Linked DNA regions of Mus musculus: regions 1, 3 and 4 are each linked to region 2. Evidence: chromatin contacts called from public ChIA-PET, Hi-C and promoter capture Hi-C data. All regions are on one chromosome and are shown on one strand. The core of a region is the stretch at or near the end of the contact, and the rest is flanking DNA. Distances in the headings are between cores, read along the strand shown. Region 1 overlaps Lmx1b (LIM homeobox transcription factor 1 beta). Region 2 holds the start of Rpl12 (ribosomal protein L12). Region 3 holds the start of Prrc2b (proline-rich coiled-coil 2B). Region 4 holds the start of Ciz1 (CDKN1A interacting zinc finger protein 1).

What was found. Promoter capture Hi-C pulls out the DNA fragments that hold promoters and counts their contacts. Hi-C and Micro-C count contacts between places; a contact is called where the count stands out from the background. ChIA-PET counts read pairs in DNA pulled down with a chosen protein or histone mark.
Region 1: a promoter capture Hi-C map of hippocampal neurons shows a contact between it and region 2, with 2.6 times the contacts expected there. The contact joins the enhancer-like site here to the promoter of Rpl12 in region 2. A contact is called at or near these places in 4 of 39 promoter capture datasets (3T3-L1-derived adipocytes, the C10 cell line, embryonic stem cells and 1 more).
Region 3: a Hi-C map of CD8 T cells shows a contact between it and region 2, with 2.6 times the contacts expected there. The contact joins the promoter of Prrc2b here to the promoter of Rpl12 in region 2. A contact is called at or near these places in 2 of 484 Hi-C or Micro-C datasets (CD4 T cells and CD8 T cells) and 1 of 115 datasets of contacts at active chromatin or transcription factors (pancreatic cancer cells).
Region 4: an RNA polymerase II ChIA-PET map of memory CD8 T cells shows a contact between it and region 2, with 8 read pairs. The contact joins the promoter of Ciz1 here to the promoter of Rpl12 in region 2. A contact is called at or near these places in 1 of 115 datasets of contacts at active chromatin or transcription factors (memory CD8 T cells) and 1 of 9 other capture datasets (liver).

Annotation. Positions count from the first base shown.
Region 1 is chr2:33,558,594-33,561,293 of GRCm38.p6, reverse strand. It overlaps Lmx1b (LIM homeobox transcription factor 1 beta), which reads left to right. Exons shown (of 8, transcript NM_010725.3): 8 at 1-329. Among named protein-coding and RNA genes, the nearest start is that of Gm39789, 4.4 kb to the right of the region's middle. Within about 2 kb of position 1,358, at least 8 of the 459 cell types and tissues checked have an H3K27ac peak or open chromatin away from gene starts, as enhancers often do. A contact at or near this core is called in hippocampal neurons, where this site is marked.
Region 2 is chr2:32,960,384-32,963,380 of GRCm38.p6, reverse strand. It overlaps Rpl12 (ribosomal protein L12), which reads right to left and starts at 1,669. Exons shown (of 7, transcript NM_009076.3): 1 at 1,542-1,669; 2 at 1,259-1,332; 3 at 709-807; 4 at 315-396. The coding sequence starts at 1,578. Lrsam1 (leucine rich repeat and sterile alpha motif containing 1) reads left to right here and starts at 1,740. Exons shown (of 26, transcript NM_199302.3): 1 at 1,740-1,819; 2 at 2,126-2,337. Snora65 (small nucleolar RNA, H/ACA box 65) reads right to left here and starts at 80; the gene lies at 1-80.
Region 3 is chr2:32,149,640-32,152,704 of GRCm38.p6, reverse strand. Prrc2b (proline-rich coiled-coil 2B) reads right to left here and starts at 1,557. Exons shown (of 32, transcript NM_001159634.1): 1 at 1,414-1,557.
Region 4 is chr2:32,361,705-32,364,677 of GRCm38.p6, reverse strand. Ciz1 (CDKN1A interacting zinc finger protein 1) reads right to left here and starts at 1,480. Exons shown (of 17, transcript NM_028412.2): 1 at 1,380-1,480; 2 at 699-873; 3 at 344-459. The coding sequence starts at 868.

The DNA.
Region 1 (2,700 bases), core at 109-2,608, 600 kb before region 2:
ATGTGGCCCTTGACAGGGGCAATTGCCAATGGTCTCTGGGCTGCTGCCCTGCCCTGGGGTCCCGCTTGGAGGGCGTTTGTTGCAGCTGGACTGGGGCCAGGCCACCCATCGTATTCTTTCCGTTTACCTTGTACAGACTGCCCGCCTGCCATCCCCACACACATTTTATTTAATAACTTGTCATTGTTAAATTATTTATTAGCGTTTCCACATCACCACCCCCGCCTTCCACTCACCTTCTGCCTCTTCCCACAAAAGCAGAAAATGGAAACAGCAAGAAAAAAAGACAAGATGTTGGTATATTTGTAAATAAACAACCTGTACACTCCTGTGTGGCCCCTCCTTGGGGATGGGGCTTGGGTCTAAGCGGGAGCTGCCCGTGACACTACTGGACCGCCCTGTGACTGACAGGGCGATAAGTCATGGACACTGGGTTTGGGTCTTGCCCAACTCTACCTCATAACCAATCCCCTCTCCTTCCCTCCTTGCCTCAGCCCTGGCCATCTCAGCCTTGAGTCCAACACAGTCATCCATGTCCAGTGCCCTCTGTCCAATCACCCAAAACACCCATCCCTTCATTGAGGCAGCCATTGCCTATGGGGGCTTCTTTCAGTGTCAACCAGGCTGAGAATGAAGGAAGAGATGGTCACCTCCAAGGGTGTAGAAAACCTGATGTAGTTCAGGTGACATGTAATAGAGCCTTGGTCCTGGGGCAGCTGGTCTCATGGGGGTGGGAATCAGGGAAGACTTCCTAGAAGAAGCCATTCAGCTGAGATCTGAAGTTACCTAGCTGGGGAGAGAGCCCGGGGGTGAGAAGGATGTCTGAGGATGGTCCAGGCTTATAAACCTCGGAGGAGGCAGAATGCGACCAGAAAGGTAGCTAAGGCGGGGCCAGGAGAAGGACTCTGCTGAGCAGAAATATATGATTAGCTTAGGTGAACTGAATGGGGTCAGGGAGGTCAGCTGGGTCTCTGAGGTGAGAGGTGACAGCAGCTTTGACCAGGGTGGTACCTGTGGTGAGCAAGAGAAGTCCAGACTCTCAAGGTATTCAGGAAATATCTAGGCCCCCTGGTCATTGTGTGTACAAAGGGCGAAGATGGGATGGGGCAGTCTTTAGTCTGAGGCATGTGAGCTGAGCATACCAGAGATGACCCCAAATGAGGTGACACAGACCACAGCTGGGCCCCTGAGGATCCAGAAGACAAGCATGGGGTCTCCTGCCTGGAGCACTGATGGGCAGGTCAGCCAGGGGACAAAACCCAACAGAGCCTCAACTGTGGCTGTCAGGACCACCTGAGAGCCACCATGAGACCTCTCACTCTGCCGGTGAGCACCAGCGCCCCCTAGGGGACTGCCTCTCCACAACCTCTGCTGGGTAACTGGCTGCTAAGCAACTTCGGAGATGCCTTTTCTTCGTTTGTATGTAACCTAAAAGGCAGGGTCCTGGGCTTCAGAAGGGACACCGAGGCCCAGGAGAGGAGGTGATAGCTCAGTATGATGAAGCAAACGGGAGGACACAATCTAGACAGGAAAGCAGCTTGAATCACAACATTTGAGCCTTGCCAATCCCACCCCACCCCCACACCGAAAACTCAGCTGCTCTTCCAGGCCCACTGTTTCTGGTCCTAGGACAAGATCCTCCAAGGTCAGTCCAGACACCTGGAGGTAGGGAATCTCCTACCTTCAGCGTGCCTCACAAGACTCCGGGAAACCTAAGTCACATGGTCCAAACTGCACAGCTCCGGAGGCAGGACTAAACAGAGCCTTGGTGGCTGGGCTCCAAGCTGGAACTGGAGGAGGGACGATGGAGGGAGGGGTGAGGGGCGTCCATGTTCTATTCTTCAAGAACAGTGGGCTGCCAACCCTGTAGCCTAGAGCAATGTCTAAAATCCTGTCACTAAAAAATGTGGGGGTGGGGGCTGAGCTAATCCACTGCCTCATTGTCACCTGCATCCCCCGACCCCCACCCCCACCCCGTCCAGATGAAGACATGGACTGGGGAGTAAGACGGGGAGGGGGAGTGCTCTCCTCAAAGGTCCCGGTCCTGCAGGCTGATGGCTTCTCAGCGTCCTCAAGCAGACCTTGACCCCACTCACTGCTTTGAGATCTTGTGAAATTGGCTGGAGCTGGAGGGAGAGGGGTTGAGCCTTCCTTCATCTCTATCTTCTTTCTTCTGTGACCCAGGTCTCCTGGGTCAAGCATGAGCAGTCACTCAAAAGACATAAGTGACTCAAAGTGGGGAGGGATCGCCCCAGGGCTTGGGACTCCAGGGAAACCCTCCTGGAAGAGAAAACACTTGGGCTGAGCATCCCAGAGTGGTCGTAGAGGAATGGACAAGACAGAGACCGACAAGGATATCTAGGAAGATGGAAGAGCAAGTTGAGGATCAGAAGCAGGAGCCACAAGAGGCATGGCAGTGGGGCAAACCCCAATGACCTTGGAGTCTGAGAGTCAAAAATGGAGACTCTGAGTGGTGCCAGGGTCAGACAGGAAAGGAAGGACAACTTGGATGTCCTTGTCTCCAAACCAGCAGAGTAAATTAGGTCAGCTGTGAACTACTATATAGAACTGTGAACTACTATATAGAACCAAGAAATGTTTACTCTCGCAAATGGAACAGAGAAGAAATGAAGCCGGTGCCCATTCCCTAGATGAAGAATATGTATTATCCATGCCTTGATCTGGCACGAGCAGTGTGCC
Region 2 (2,997 bases), core at 420-2,919:
GGACAGCCCTGTTTCCTAAAAGCTGGGGCTCACTGTCAGCTCACCACTGGATTGCACCAGCCAACAATACTGGTCAGGTGCAGTGGCGGGTGGCTGGGGCACAAGCAAGTCCTCACCAGCAGCCCTAACACGATTTTAGGGATGGAAACAGATAAAGTTAAACCCCTGAGGCACTGTTTCATTTCTGCACCCAGGAAAGGGAACAGACAACAGACGCCTACTGTGATCTCATTCCACCCCTAGGTCCCAAGAAAGGGGTCGACACAGCTGAGTAGCACACTGCAGCGGAAACCCAGGGAGTGGGGCCGACTCACTGTTCTTCTGCTTCTTCCTGTCTCTCGGTGGCTCCTTGAGGGCTTTGATGATCAGGGCTGAGGCAGAAGGCACCACCTCGATCTGCAAAGAGACTTGATGTGAACACAGCCCAGAAAACCAACCACCACCAGACACGCTAAAGGGCCCCGAAAAAACAGCTCGGCTAGCTAAGGTGCTTCCTGCTGGCCTCACCTCCAGAGTTGAATCCCTAGCATGGCGGACTCCTGCACCCTGGCACCTACTACTGACTTACAGTGAACCCTGTCGTATAGCCCTCCCACAAGGATAAAATCCGATTCACCGGGACAGGGAAATCTTTGCCAAGACCCATGATTCCTGAGGGCTGCTATCTCAACCCTTCCCTCAACCCCCCACAGCAAGCAATGTAAATACCTGGGCCTGTCTGTTCTGGATGGTCAGTTTCACTGTAATTCTGAGACCCTTCCAGTCACCGGTAGCCTTGGCAATGTCATCGCCAACTTTCTTCGGAGACTGTAGAAATAATAGCATTCGTTACCATGTGCCCAAAGTTGAAGCCAGGACCTTCAAGCTCACCGCCAGCCCTCCTCACCGTCCCACAGGAGCCTGCCCACAATGGCTCCACATCCTTCTTCACTAAGACAACTCTGCAGTAAGGGCTAACAAAGCAAAACACTTTCTGCTGCAATGGGGAACCCTCGGAGCTTTAAACACTAGGTTCCCGTGCGTTACCCACGGAGGCTAGTGGATTTAAGCAAGTCCAATGGCTGCCTCAACCGGGCTGTGGCACGAGCCTCCGTGCACGTGTTATCTCAGTTTTCCTTTGCGTCCCAAGTCCCAGCACCCACATCCCGGCCTGCACCAGGGACATGGTGGCCTCTTCTGCCCTCCACGGGGACAGAACACATCTACAGGCCAAACAGCATGCACGTTAGAGGTCTACGGCTCGGGAGCGACGACTTACCAGACCCAGAGGACCGATCTTCGGGGCCAAGGCGGATGTGGCGCCGACCTCGCCTCCGGTGCACCTCAGGTACACTGAAGAAAAAGCAAAATCAGAACCTCTGCGGCGCAGGCCGCCCTGCGCGCTGCCGTCGGGCTTCAGATGTCCCGGGCCAGGCCTTACCCTAAGGCGCACGGGCCGCCAGAGCGTCGGGCTCCCTCCCCTCTTACACACGTGGCAGCCAAGGCCCAAGGGAGACCCGCCAGGCCCCGGGACAGCACCCGGGCGCGGCGAGGGCACGCACCGACTTTGACCTCGTTGGGGTCGAACTTGGGCGGCATGGTGGAGGCGGCTGGTGTCGGATGAACCCGGATTCGGGACGACCGAAGAAAGTTGCACCGTTGCCTCCTCCGAGCCGAAAGCCGAAAAGACGGATCCTGCTCCGCCCACGCCGGATATAGGCGGAAAAGCTCAGCTCTCGCGAGAACCGCTGGCCCCACCCAGTCTCTGGGCGACACCCTGGTCGCCCTGTTTCTTATGGGCAGGCGTCTGCGGCAGAGGACTGCAGAGCTTGGTCTGTGGGTGAGCTCGGGATTCGGAAGGGGTAAATGTTCGGAGCACCTTGCCTGGGCAACAGAGTAGGGCTGCACCAGAGGTCCTGGTTCCTGGTCCACGTTCCCTTCTCTTGACGGTGACTCTGGAGCCCCTGGGACCCAGCCCAGGGCCCCGCCCCTCCCCTAAGGGATCTGCACCTGACTTGAGCGACCCTAGTACCAGTGCCACCCTAGTACCCTCCTAACCTGTTTGCGGTATGTGCATGTTAGTTACAGAAACAAACTATTCGAGTCTAATCACGAGTCTTTAATTCTGCAATTCCTTGGTTTCTAGAATCTCGAGACTTTGTCATCCTGAGTTGCGTGTCTTTCTGAAATTTAAAGTTTCGGTGCTCACTTCTATGTTTGAAGGAGACCGGACACCAGCTCAGCTTTTGGGGGCCAATGGTTTGTATCTGTGGCCAAGTCTTCGGAGTGACTGGCCTACCTTGAGGTCCACCCAAGAATCGGAACATCGGTGGAGGACCTCCCCATCCACAGAGCCAGGTTAGCCGCTGGCCAGCCCTGCCAGGGAAGGATGGGTGTGGTTCTTCCCAGCCAAGCTGGACCATCAGGAAAGTTCAAACCAGAACTGAACGAGCCCTGCTGAGAACGGTGAGGGAGGGGGAATTGGCAGAGATAGTCATTGAAGAAGGTATTTGGAAATGTAGATCTGGAGGATGGGGGCGAGGGAGGCTAGTCATTAGTGAGCCATCTGTAAGGGATTTAAGTCGTGGCCATCAGATAGGGATGGAGGGAGCTGTCTCTCAGGAGTGCTGCAATTGAGTGCGGAGAGTCCTGAGCAGGCCCTGCAGGCCCAGCAACCTCCTCTGACAGCCCACGCCCACAAATGGAGACCTGAAATCCCTCAGGACCACATGTGTCCTCTACTGCAAGGCTCCTCCAGCCCTCTTCTCCTTAGCAACTGTAATAGTACCTGAGTGCATTTGTCATGTGTGTGGTACCCTGTGGCAGAGTCTATGGCATAGACCTGACATACATGAAGTCACTGACCCCACAGAGGCCAGCATTGGCAACATTGCTCCATATTACAAATGAGGAAACCGGCTCCGACCAGTGACACAAAGTGACACAGCTAATGTCTTAGGTGTCAGAGCCCATGCCGTGAGTTACACACTTCCTCCAAATGATTATGTCCTTCCTATT
Region 3 (3,065 bases), core at 308-2,807, 810 kb after region 2:
GGCTCCCCGAACAATTATTTGCCCATCCCCAAGGAGGGCAGTTCTCTTCCAAAGTCAAGACTCCCGAGTTCCTGTCTCTTCTCCTATCCATCCTATACAATTCCAGCCCACTGAAAGCCAGACAACCCCCTGCTCTGACGGGGGCTACTAACGCAGTCCGTGCCTCCTCCCCACTGAGGCCCAGCACTAACCAAAGTACCTACGGATGTGGGTATTTTGTTGGGTTTTCACCATGTAGCCCAGGCTGACCTGGAACTTCCAGCAGTCCTACATCACCCAATGTTTTGAATCCCTTCTCCAACGCTGCCACTTCAAACCAGCACCTGTGGCATGCCCCAGCATGGATGACACCACAAGTGGCCAGCCTTCTGTCCTAGGTTGACAGCACAGAGTAACTACAGAGCACCGACGGCTTGCCAAGTCATGCCTCTCTGCCTGTGAAGGCTGAGTAGTCCCTCGGTGGCAGCAAGCATCCCACTCCACAGCCTGTACCCCTCAGGTCCCAGCTTGCACCACGACGGTGCAGACATTACGATACAAAGCAAGCCCCTGCGGTTGTACTGCTGAGAAAGGGCGCTGAGGCTTCAGACAGACGGACAGAAAACCCAAGTGAGATATACAACGCAAACAGACAACACACCGAAATACACGCTAACCTTTCCAGGAAAGAAAAAACGTAGGTGAAATTTAACTACCCTGCAAAAGACAGCTTTATAAAGGTTTCTCCCAGGCAGCCATTTAGCAAATGACACACTCCGGAGAGCATCGGCGCCCCCCTTCTCCCACTTCCTTCAAGCTCACCATTGCCTGGGGAAGGGGGGCGACACCTATTCTTGCCTAACAGTGGGCTTCATCCCCCCACGATATTTACAAAGAAGAAAGGAAAGCAGCAGCGTCCACTTTTATGCAGGCAGATCCTCTCCAGAGAGGCCCACCATCTATCTCAATAGGTCTGCATTTCTCTCTTAAAAGGTAGACGAAGAAAAAGAAACAAACAAAAAAATCAATCTGGCAGGCCCCGAGCAGCGACATCCTGTTTATCATTAAACATTTTTAGCAGCGGCTCCGGGTGCCGTGAAAACACCACCCCGCTTCCCTCAGCCGAACCCACCCGAGCCGGGGCGGCGCTCGGCCTGCGGTTCCGGGCGGCCTCGGGGTCCCGCGTCCCCCACCCCGGCCGACAAGGCCGCCGTCCCCGGGCGCAGGAGAGCCCTCGGGCTCGATCCCGACCCCGAGCCTTGCCCAGCCCCGCTCGGCCCGCCGTCCTCCCGCCCTGGCCGCGAAGACACAACAATGGCGAGCTGGGGAGCGCCGAGCAGGCCGCCCAGGCCGCAGCCCCGCGCCCGCCGCAGCGCACCGCCGCGGAGACAAAGCGCAACCCCGGCCTCTGCCCTGGCCCCGGCCCCGGCCCACCTGGTCTGCGTCCGCGCGCGACGGGCCCGGGCGATGGCGGTCGGGCGGCGGCCGGGCGCGGGGGCGGCGGATGGCGGCGGATTGCGCGGCGGCGGCGCGGGGCTCGGCGCTCTGCGCTCCTGCCTCTGCCTCCTCCTCCTCCTCCCGCTCCTCGGCGCTCGCTGGAGCCTCGGCGCTGTGGCTCGCCGCCGCCTCCCGCCCGCGCTCGGCTCCCCGCCCCCCGCCGCCGCCGCCTCCGCCTCCGCGCCGCCCCCGCCCGCCGCCCGCACGGTGGCCCGCGCAGCGCCCCCTGCTGCGTCGCCCCTGTCCCGGGAGGGAGGGCGGGGGAGAGGAGGAGGGAGAGCGCGGGGAGCGAGCTGGGCCGCGGTGCAGAGGGGCTGCGGAAGAGAGGGACCTAGATGGAGAGGAGGCTCGGCTGGAGAGGGGACGCGGTGGAGAGGGACCTTGATGGACAAGGGGCTTACGTGGAGAGGAGGCCGAGGTGGAGAAGGGGCCCAAATGGAAAGACCTTGATGAAGAAGGGGCCTAGGTGGAGAGGGACCTTGATGGAGAAGGGGCCTAGGTGGAGAGAGACCTTGATGGAGAAGAGGCCTTGGTGGAGAGGGACCTTGATGGAGAAGAGGCCTTGGTGGAGAGGGACTTTGATGGAGAAGGGGCCTAGGTGGAAAGGAACCAGGAGAAGGAGGAAGCCCTGGTGCAAAGAGGCTGCAATGGAGAGGACGGCTCAAATGGAGAAAAAGTAAAGGAACTGGGGGGAGAGGGGGATCCCAGTAGCAAGATACATGGATGGAGATGGGGTCCCAAATCAGAGGGGTCTTCATGGAGAGAGGCTCCTGGTGAAGAGGAATCTCAACGGAGAGTGGATCTGGTTGAAGACCACCCCCACCCATGGAGAAGGCCTCCTCCATGGGTGGGGGAGGGGCTCTTGAAAGAAGCAGACATAGACTGGGAGGGGACCCCAGGGAGAGCTCTGGGGTGAGAATGCAAAAGGGTGGGGAGAATGGGGAGGACTCAGCACCCTAAAAGGCAGGGGATGCAGACCTGAGAGGGAGGGGGGCTCAGAAGAGGGACTGAACTTGGATCCTGCTCCCACCACCCCCAGAGCTCTAGAGCCTCTTGACAGACAAACCTGACAGCCTGACAGTCCTGACCTGTTAGAATGTGTGGAGGGAGAGGGGGATCCCAGTGGCAAGATACATGCAGGAAACACGCAGAAGTGGTACGGCAGAAGTGGTACGGCAGAAGTGGTACGGCAGAAGTGGTTCGTTGCACCATTCCACAGCAAGGTCTCCCTTCCATAACAAGTGCACCGTATAGACACTTCACCTTTTTTTGTTGTTGTTTTATTTTGTTTTGTTTTTCAAGACAGGGTTTCTCTGTGTATCCCTGGCTGTCCTGGAACTCACTCTGTAGACCAGGCTGCCCTCAAACTCAGAAATCTGCCTGCCTCTGTCTCCCAAGTGCTGGAATTAAAGGCTTGCACCACCACTGCCCGGCCACTTCACCCTTTTTAAAACATGACATAAACCACCCCACTTGGGTGTGTATTCGTGTGAATGCAGAACAAAAGGCCTGGGAGAGAGACTGGCTCCCTTCGAGGTTACTGTGCAGTGCTAGGTTCTCCTTATCTATTCCAGATATCCTAGCAATTA
Region 4 (2,973 bases), core at 231-2,730, 600 kb after region 2:
GGCTGTCCACGCTGGGGTCCTGGTAGGGATACCAAGTGATGGCTGTCTAATTAGCTTCTACCTGTGTTGTGACTATGGGCACATGGTCCCTCTTCTGGGCCTCAGGTTGCTATCCTCATTTGTAGAGGGGGGTTACGGGTGTGCCTCCCCTTAGGTTTATCAGCAGAGGCAGGAACGGCCAGCACCGTAGCCCGGTAACCCTGTACTTAGCAGAGTAGCCTGTGGACTTCATCTCCTGGGAGCCTGGTATCTTCATCTATAAGGATGCTGTTAGGGCCGCTGTGAGTGTTGGTAAGAATGAATGGGTTAGGAAGAAGCTGAGGGCCACGGGGAACTGCCATACCTTGCAACTGCTGTAGGAGCAAAGCTCTTTGCAGCATGGGGCCATTGAGCAGGGAGGTCGAGTGGAGGCCCTGGAGACTCAGAAGCTGTTGCGGGGATGACTGCTGGGGGAGGCCCCTGTGTGATGGGAGTAGGGTGTCAGAGGGGTCCTGGGAAAGCCATCTACCCGGAGGTCTCTCACCTCCATTCTCTCCATCTCAATGGCAGATGGAGGATCCCCTCCAAGGTAGAAACTGATGACATTTAATACTCAAACAAGGATGCCCCTGGGGAAAAAATAACTACTGGGAGCCAGGCTCCAAAATGTGGGTCTGAGCCGTCAGACCTCAGACTGCTCCTGGAAGTGGAAAACTCACCGGCTGACAGGAATGGACAAGGAGGCCTGTGGTGGGGACTGTTGCAGCAGCTGTTGGAGCTGCAGTATCTGCTGTTGCTGCTGCTGGAGCTGCTGCTGCTGGAGCTGCTGCTGCAACTGTTGCTGCTGCTGCTGCAACTGTTGCTGCTGCTGGAGTTGCGGGTTGAACATGGTGGCTGAAGGGGGTATGGTGGGTAGGGTCAGATCACCACTTTGGGATGATCCAGCTTCTCTCCCCTCCCAAAACACCCACCCCAGCATAACGCCTGCTAAGCTTCACCGCTACACAGTCCCACCCACGCCAAGAGCACGCTGCATTTATACCCGGGGCTTCGGGGCTTCCAGTTCTTCCGGTCAGCTGCCAGAACAGGATACACACACAGACACGCCTTCAGTTCTTTATCTTCCCTCCCATCTCTTCAACTCTGGCGGTCCAACCTTCTAATCGGAGCACACCTTTCCACTCCCATCTCCTGCCTGTCAGTCACTCTACACTTCCTGGTGCTTCCCGTGCACACTTCCCTGTTTTGGATTCCGCTGTCCTCTCCCTAAATTGTGTCACTTAAATCCATGAACCCTGGATGGGAAACGCTTCCGTCCGCCGCAGCACACCCCCACCCCGCTCCGTTGTCCCTCATCCCTCCACTCCCTTCCCTCGCAGATATAGCCAACGCCACTTAACTAATCCTGTGGCCTCGCCTGTCCACAAAGCCCGTAGGCTCTCTGCAAGTAGCCGCTATCCCTGCGGTCCACCCTTCCCGGGGTGCCCAACCCTCCTCCACTGTCGCTTCCGGGGCGGGCACCACACTGGCTCCCCCTCACCTCCCGGCAATCCACGAAAACCGAAACCGTGAAAGCCACGAGCTGACTCGTAAGGCGGGCTCCGGAGCTCCCGGGCTGCTCGGGACGGTGACCGGACCGGGACACTCCGAAGGCCCAGCGGCTGGCCACTCCCGCGCAGAGCGCCCTCTGGAGGTGCGGAGGCCTCAGCGCGGACGCCGCGGCGGGCGAACAAGCCTCGCGCGCAGGTCACGTCGCGGGGACCGCGACCAATCTGCAATCGCTAGAGCCGCGGTGGCTCCCAGGTGCTATGAGGCGCCGGGCAGCGTAGGCTCCTGTCCCCAGATCCCAGCATCGGGAAGGGGCGATTCTGAGTTCCCACGGCCGTCTGTTTATCTGGCAGGGGCAAAGGGGACCGACAGTCGGTCAGATCCCAACTGACCTCCCCAATGCCACCACTGTCCCCAGATCCCGAGCCCGCGTGGGGCTGGGACAAGAGCAAGCGGGCGCGCGTATGTGTGGTGAATTCAGCTTTAAAAAAATAGTTTTGTTTTTTACATTTTTTTAAAAAAGATTTAGTTTATGTGTATGAGTGTTTTGAACGTATGTGTATCTGTATATCGTGTATATCTTGTACATCCTGGAACTAGAGTTAGAAACATTTGTGAATTGTCTTGTGAGTGCTAGGAATCGAACCCAGCTCCTCTGCAAGAACAAGTGCTCTTAACCACTGAGCTATCTCTCCTCATCCCCGTTTTTTGTTTTTTTGTTTTTGTTTTTTTTTGTTTTTTGTTTTTTTTTGGTTTTTTTTTTTTTTGGTTTTTTTTTTTTTTTTTTTGGTTTTTGGTTTTTTGAGGCAGGGTTTCTCTGTATAGCCCTGGCTGTCCTGGCACTCACTTTGTAGACCAGGCTGGCCTCGAACTCAGAAATCCGTCTGCCTCTGCCTCCCGAGTGCTGGGATTAAAGGCGTGCGCCACCACGCCCGCCTCTCACCCCCGTCTTTTAAATATGTATTCTTATTTCAGGTGTATGAATGTTTTGCCTGCATGTATGTGTGTGTACTTTGTATGTGCCTAGTGCTTGCAGAGGTCTAAAGAGGGCATCTGATCCCCTAGGAAGAAGTTTGTGGATGGTTGTGAGCCACCTGTGGGAGTGCTGGGAGCTGAACCTGGGTCCTTTGGAAGAAGAACAAACGTTAACCACTTAACAAGTTCCCAAGCCTCTGATTTCCTTTTCCGTTTCATTGTGTTGTGTAGCAATGGCTACATATGGAAACTCACTATAGACCAGACTGGCCTCGAATTCACAGAAACCCGCTGGCTTCTGCCACCACGTCTGACACAGTTACTTTCTTTAATGGCTCTTACCTGCCCCTAAAAAGGTCCTGCCACTGCGGACACCCCTTAGCCCCACTGGTCTTGGCAATTCTTTTATCTTGTTCATCCCCCCACTTCGCGCCCAGTGTAGACTGAGAGGACTGGCCGCTCGGCGGCGCT